2 separate regions of the Mus musculus genome follow, and region 2 is linked to region 1. The links are chromatin contacts, called in public promoter capture Hi-C maps. All regions are on one chromosome and are shown on one strand. The core of a region is the stretch at or near the end of the contact, and the rest is flanking DNA. Distances in the headings are between cores, read along the strand shown. Region 1 overlaps Elfn1 (leucine rich repeat and fibronectin type III, extracellular 1). Region 2 overlaps Mad1l1 (MAD1 mitotic arrest deficient 1-like 1).

Region 1 (2,593 bases), core at 57-2,556:
CTGGGGAGCCCCTCCCTTGTAACTCCCTAGCACCAGCAGAGATCTCCCGACACCTGCTCTATGCCTCACCAGGACACACTGCTGGGGTTGCCATGGGGACGAGCAGGGGGGAGCAAGTGCGGGGTGCACACAGCTGCGCTCGAGCACACGGGATGGGGAAGCACACATCCGTGGATATTTGACTCTCTCCATGGTCATACGGGTATAGCGGCCCCACCGGGTGACTGTATAACTACAGATATGCACACTCTGCACAGGGTCTGCTAGCACACGTGTTTGTGCCCTCACGAAAGATGTGGCTCCCCCGGCACACACTTGCAGGCTGGGCACATAACTCTGGGGCCCTACCAGCCTTTGGCACCCAAGGCCGATGCATCTGCCCAGACAGAGGATACAGGCCTCCCTGGAACCTCCTCAGGACACATCACTTCGACACAGTCAGGCTCCCCTGGATTCGGAAAAAACCCTCCAGCCATAACCACCTCCAAACCTGGATGCCACATCTCTGAAGTTTCTGGAACCCCACAAGGAAGAGGAAGCCACACCTGCTCCAAGCCAGACCCCCCAGAAGGGAGTCTGCTTCTAGATCACTTCCTGGGTACTCTATGTACCCCCAAGGAGAGTCCACGGTGACCTCCCAAGTACCCTCTCCATCATGAGTGCTGGGATGACAGGCAAGTGCCACCGTGCTGGGTTAATGCTGTGCTCTACCCATTGCCTAGACAACAAAACTGAGGTTCAGAGTAAATCGTCCAGCCTGCATGGTGCAGACAGGGAGGCCACACAGGGCCTCACAAGCATCTTTGCTCTGCCCGTAGCCTCGATCGGCTCAGACCCCTCCTGGGCTTCTACTTCCTTCAGCTCTGGCGCTCGCTCGGGAAACCAGCCTTCCTAGCTTCTAATTAAGGAAACAAGCCCAGAGAAGGAAAGTAACTCGACCAAGGTCACAGAGCCCTGAGAAAAATCTTACAGGAGCTGCTGGGGGTTGAGAAGCAGGCGTTGGGGGGAGGGCTCTAGAGGGCCCTCTAGAGCCCTCCCCCCAGCTTCCAGCCAGAGGAAGCAGCCGCGGGGGCGGGCAGGCAGGCAGGCAGGCAGGCAGGTCACCGCCCAGCGCTTCCTGCCTCTGTCTTTGCATCTGATACATTCAATGAAGACCAGAAGCCTCCTAATACAATTTAGAGCCCCGTGGCCACAGCCGCCTCTAATGATTAGCTCTGATTTTTCTTGGCTGTCTCTTTGAGACTCCATGCAAATGAGCCTCCTCCTCTTCCCAGCCCAGTCCCTCCTCCTGGCCCCGAGGACGGACAATGAATGAGTGTCTAAGACTAAGGGAAACCTCAAACCTCCCGGCAGCCCAACCTGTGCCTACAGCCCTCACCATGCTGAAAGCCCTGGAAAACCTAGCCCATGCAGGAGTGCCGGCTGATGCTATTCAGACCTTGGGGTCCCCTGCATAAAGGGCGGGGGGTGGCTAGAACACACTCTTTAAGAAGCTGAAGGGTCCTTAAGAGGCAGCTCATAACCAGTTTCCACCTCTGAGGGTGGGGGAGGCAATGGGGCTCAGCTGGGAGAGGGTTCCCCCAGCAAGCAATGAAGGCCTGGGTTCTATTCCCAGCACCACATAAACCCAGTGTAATAACAATGCCTATCATATAGCACTCAGAAAGCTATCCCAAGGTACTTAAGGAGTTTGGGGTAGCCTGGGCTACATGAGATTTTTTTTTTTTTTTTTTAAAGAGCAAAGGCATTGGTAGACATGGGGAAACTTGAGGCCCAGAATCAAGAACTGACTTGTCTGAGGTCAAGACTCAGGAGTATCTCCCCTGGGTCAGTGAGGTCGCACACAGCACTCTAGAAATTCCATCAGCCACCCCACCCCATTCTGCATGACACGACAGCCCTGCCAGGGGCCTGGCGGACAGACACCACTGGTGGAGAATGCAGAATCGGCCTTTAAATACCTCAGCGATTTCATGCCCTGCCGTCTCCCATTCCCGAGCTGCCCGAGGCGCCGGGCCGAGAGGCTGGGACCTAATGAGCTGTGAAGGTCTATTTTTCAAAGTTAAACATCTCCCAGGCTCCCTGGCCCAGCCTTTAGACACAGCCTAGCAACACTCCTGTGCCGAGTCAAGACAGGCTCTTCAGGAGGCCATCTTCTGAGATCCCACCATGCCTGCATCCATCACCACCCACAGATGCTGCCCGAAGCGCTATGCCAGTAGTTGACTTGTGGGACAGAGAGACGGGGGGGGGGGGGGGGTGGATAAGGCTGGAGATGCAGAGGCAAACTCTGGGAGCAGTGGCACCCAGCCCAGCCTTCAAAGGCATCCATTCTAACCTCACTCTATACAAATGCACTTGGGGGTGTCCAAAAGATTCCAGTTCTGACCTATCATGGTCTATCCTGCATCAGGGACCCAGTAGGTGGTCAGGAAATGGCTGTGGCCAGGAGAAAGGCAACCTTGGCTTCAGACCATTGAGTGGTCACAACACAGGGAGACGCCGGGCCTGGCCTATTAGGGCACAAACTGGGCTCTTGCCTTCAGGAACCAGTTGGTCCATTCAAATCCAGGCCCAGTCAGGTCCCCCATCT
Region 2 (2,593 bases), core at 38-2,537, 170 kb before region 1:
CTCCAGCCTCACTCTGATCTCAGAGCTGGAGGCTGTATAGCAGGACTCCCTGACTCCTGTTGCATCCTAAACCACCTTCTCCCCTAGCCAGTACTGGACCTCTGCTAGACTCCCCAGATGAGCACATATCTGGAAGTCCAGGTGATTGCCAGAGTGCTGGGCTCTTTGCTCTGTCCTGTACTATTCATACTAAAGGTCTTTCCATGTGAGGCTGTGCCCACTATTTTATTAGTAAATAAACCATTTACTCAAGCTGTTTGGTCATGGGAGTTTGGCCCAGTTCCCTCTACATACCAGCCTTTCCCCTCTGTGTCCCCCTATACCCTTGTCAGACAAACTTGTGGGTGAACCAGCCTGGCAGTTGCCTGTGTCTTGCATAATTGAGTCTCCTTCCTAGGTCACTGGCCTCAGCTCCAGGGCCCCATGCTAACTGCAAGTCTGACTGTGTCTGTTCTGTATGTCCCAGCTGTTGGCACATCTGGGCAGGGAGGGTTTTTACACCAGGATTGAACTGGTTCTGCAAGGGGGCATTAGTTACCTGCGGTAAGGAACAGTCCCTGTCCAATCTCAGTGTCAGCTGGCTCCTCATCTGCTGTCCCTTCAGTGTGTTCAGGAGCACCTGTGTGAGCAGCCAGTTTGTAACACTGAATGCAGGGTGGCTGCAGTTCCTGAGCACATGGGCACAGAAGCTATGACACATGAGACTGGTCCTGAGGGAAAGGCAAACGGGCCTGGGTTTGGCTCAGTAGTGGGCAAGGAGGTGACTTGGACACATGAAAAGAGAAAGGCCGCCACCTATGAACACGGTGGGTGGGCTTGGGCGTGTTGGTTTCTGATCTGAGCTGCTGCACTTTATAAGGCTGGGTGATGAGGATTCTTGAGGGAATCCTGTGCTAGGTCCTTTCTCTCCCCCATGCCCCACTATCCCCCAACTGCCTTCAAGGCCTTGTTAGATGCTCTGACATTCCTTCTTCATCTAAGTCAAAGCCCTCGTTCCCATTATATGTTGGTCTTGGACCTGGGCACCCTCTGGTACTGGGGAAGAAACATTCATCCTGGGGCTTCTCCGTATGGCCTGGCCATAGCATTTGATGCCGGCCCCTTTGAGACCCAGCCTCCTCTGCAGCTCTAACGGGGCTGCTTGGACCTGGAATCTTGTGGTCTAGCCTTTGGGCTTCCTCAAGCCTTACCCATGTGCTCAGTATGCAGGCAGCCTCCTGCGCTCCCACTCCCGCCTCACTCTTCCCTCTAGAGAAGAAGAGTGGCTTCAAGTTGGCGCTTCAAGGAAGATTGATTAAAATCAGCTGCGGTTCATCTTAATTGGGAACATATGCTCAGAGAGGGAGCTCAACTAGTTAGGATTTTTTGTAATTAGTTCACAGCTGGTTGGCGGGGAAGCAAAACTCTGGTGACCACTTAGAGCTGGGTGTGTGGGCGTGCTTGGGGGTTCAGTGGAGGGGTCATCACAGTGGCTGAATGCAGACTTACCAAGTTGACGCACGCCATCCTTCCTGGGTTTCCTGGGTCATTGGCTGTTTGTACCATGACCTGTGTGCATTGCTAGGGTAGCTAGGGAATAGGAAACGGGTACTAAGGTGTACTTGTCTAATGGACACACGCCAACTGGCTGAATGGACGGCTGACTTATGATAGACAGCCCTGGCAGAGCTTCTGGGAGGTTAGACACTGTGGTGCAGGCCTCGAGTCTCAGCACTATAGTGGCTGTTCCGAGTTTCAGAGCCTAGGCTACATGGTGAGATCCTGTGGAAAGTATGGGGGCAGGTGTCTATAGGAAGACCTTACTTAGAGATGGGGAAACTAAGGCTGGCACAGAGGCAGATACAGGGATTGCCAGTCTCTGTCCTTAGATACCTTGTGCTTTCCCTAAAAGCAGGGACAGCTGCTTTATTACAGAGACCCCCCATGTTCCTCATAGCCTCCCATAAAGCCTCCACATAGTGCTTCTGATGAGCTAGGTCAGGACAGCTTGGTGTAGAGTCACCAAGGAGAGGCCTGCCAGGGGCTCTGCCCACCCTGCATGGTGACAAGTGAGGTTCCTCCATTTGAAACGTGGATGCCTCCTGGGTCCCACACTATAGGCTAAGGGCAGCCTCCATGGACTCGGGCCCTACTGCTTTTCCCCAGTGTTTTAACTGCAAGCGTTTTCAAGATAGAGAAGTAGAAAGAATTTTACAGTGAATGCCCACTTACCCACCACCTACATCCTGTCGGGAATGGCACACTTGTGGCTGTATGACATTCCTATCCATCCCTCTGCCATCCATTAGTTCGTTTTATTCTTTTGATGCATTTGAAACTAAATTGCAGACATCTGTATACTTCCTCTAAGCACTCGAGCATGCATGTAATTAAGCGAATTCATCTCTGGAATCTGACGCCCGGGCCCCCGCCGTCCCACAGTATCGCCTCATCATAGAGCAGAGCTCCTCCCTCCACCAGTGAGGCTGTGCCAGTGGACCCCAGTGCCAGGCCTCTGAGCTGGCACATTCCTCTCACAGTCAGGGGAGGCTAGGCTGGTGTCCATACCACCTTACAGTCCTTCTAAAGTGCTGCTCAGAACAGAGCCCAGACG

The links. Promoter capture Hi-C pulls out the DNA fragments that hold promoters and counts their contacts.
Region 2: a contact with region 1 is called in a promoter capture Hi-C map of cranial neural crest. The contact joins two enhancer-like sites. A contact is called at or near these places in 10 of 39 promoter capture datasets (the 3T3-L1 cell line, 3T3-L1-derived adipocytes, cranial neural crest and 6 more) and 9 of 115 datasets of contacts at active chromatin or transcription factors (embryonic basal ganglia, embryonic forebrain, embryonic hindbrain and 6 more).

Annotation. Positions count from the first base shown.
Region 1 is chr5:139,929,689-139,932,281 of GRCm38.p6, reverse strand. All of the region lies in intron 1 of Elfn1 (leucine rich repeat and fibronectin type III, extracellular 1), which reads right to left. Among named protein-coding and RNA genes, the nearest start is that of Elfn1, 23 kb to the right of the region's middle. Within about 2 kb of position 1,306, at least 58 of the 459 cell types and tissues checked have an H3K27ac peak or open chromatin away from gene starts, as enhancers often do. A contact at or near this core is called in forebrain, where this site is marked.
Region 2 is chr5:140,101,690-140,104,282 of GRCm38.p6, reverse strand. All of the region lies in intron 15 of Mad1l1 (MAD1 mitotic arrest deficient 1-like 1), which reads left to right. Among named protein-coding and RNA genes, the nearest start is that of Gm30492, 7.5 kb to the right of the region's middle. Within about 2 kb of position 1,287, at least 21 of the 459 cell types and tissues checked have an H3K27ac peak or open chromatin away from gene starts, as enhancers often do. A contact at or near this core is called in forebrain, where this site is marked.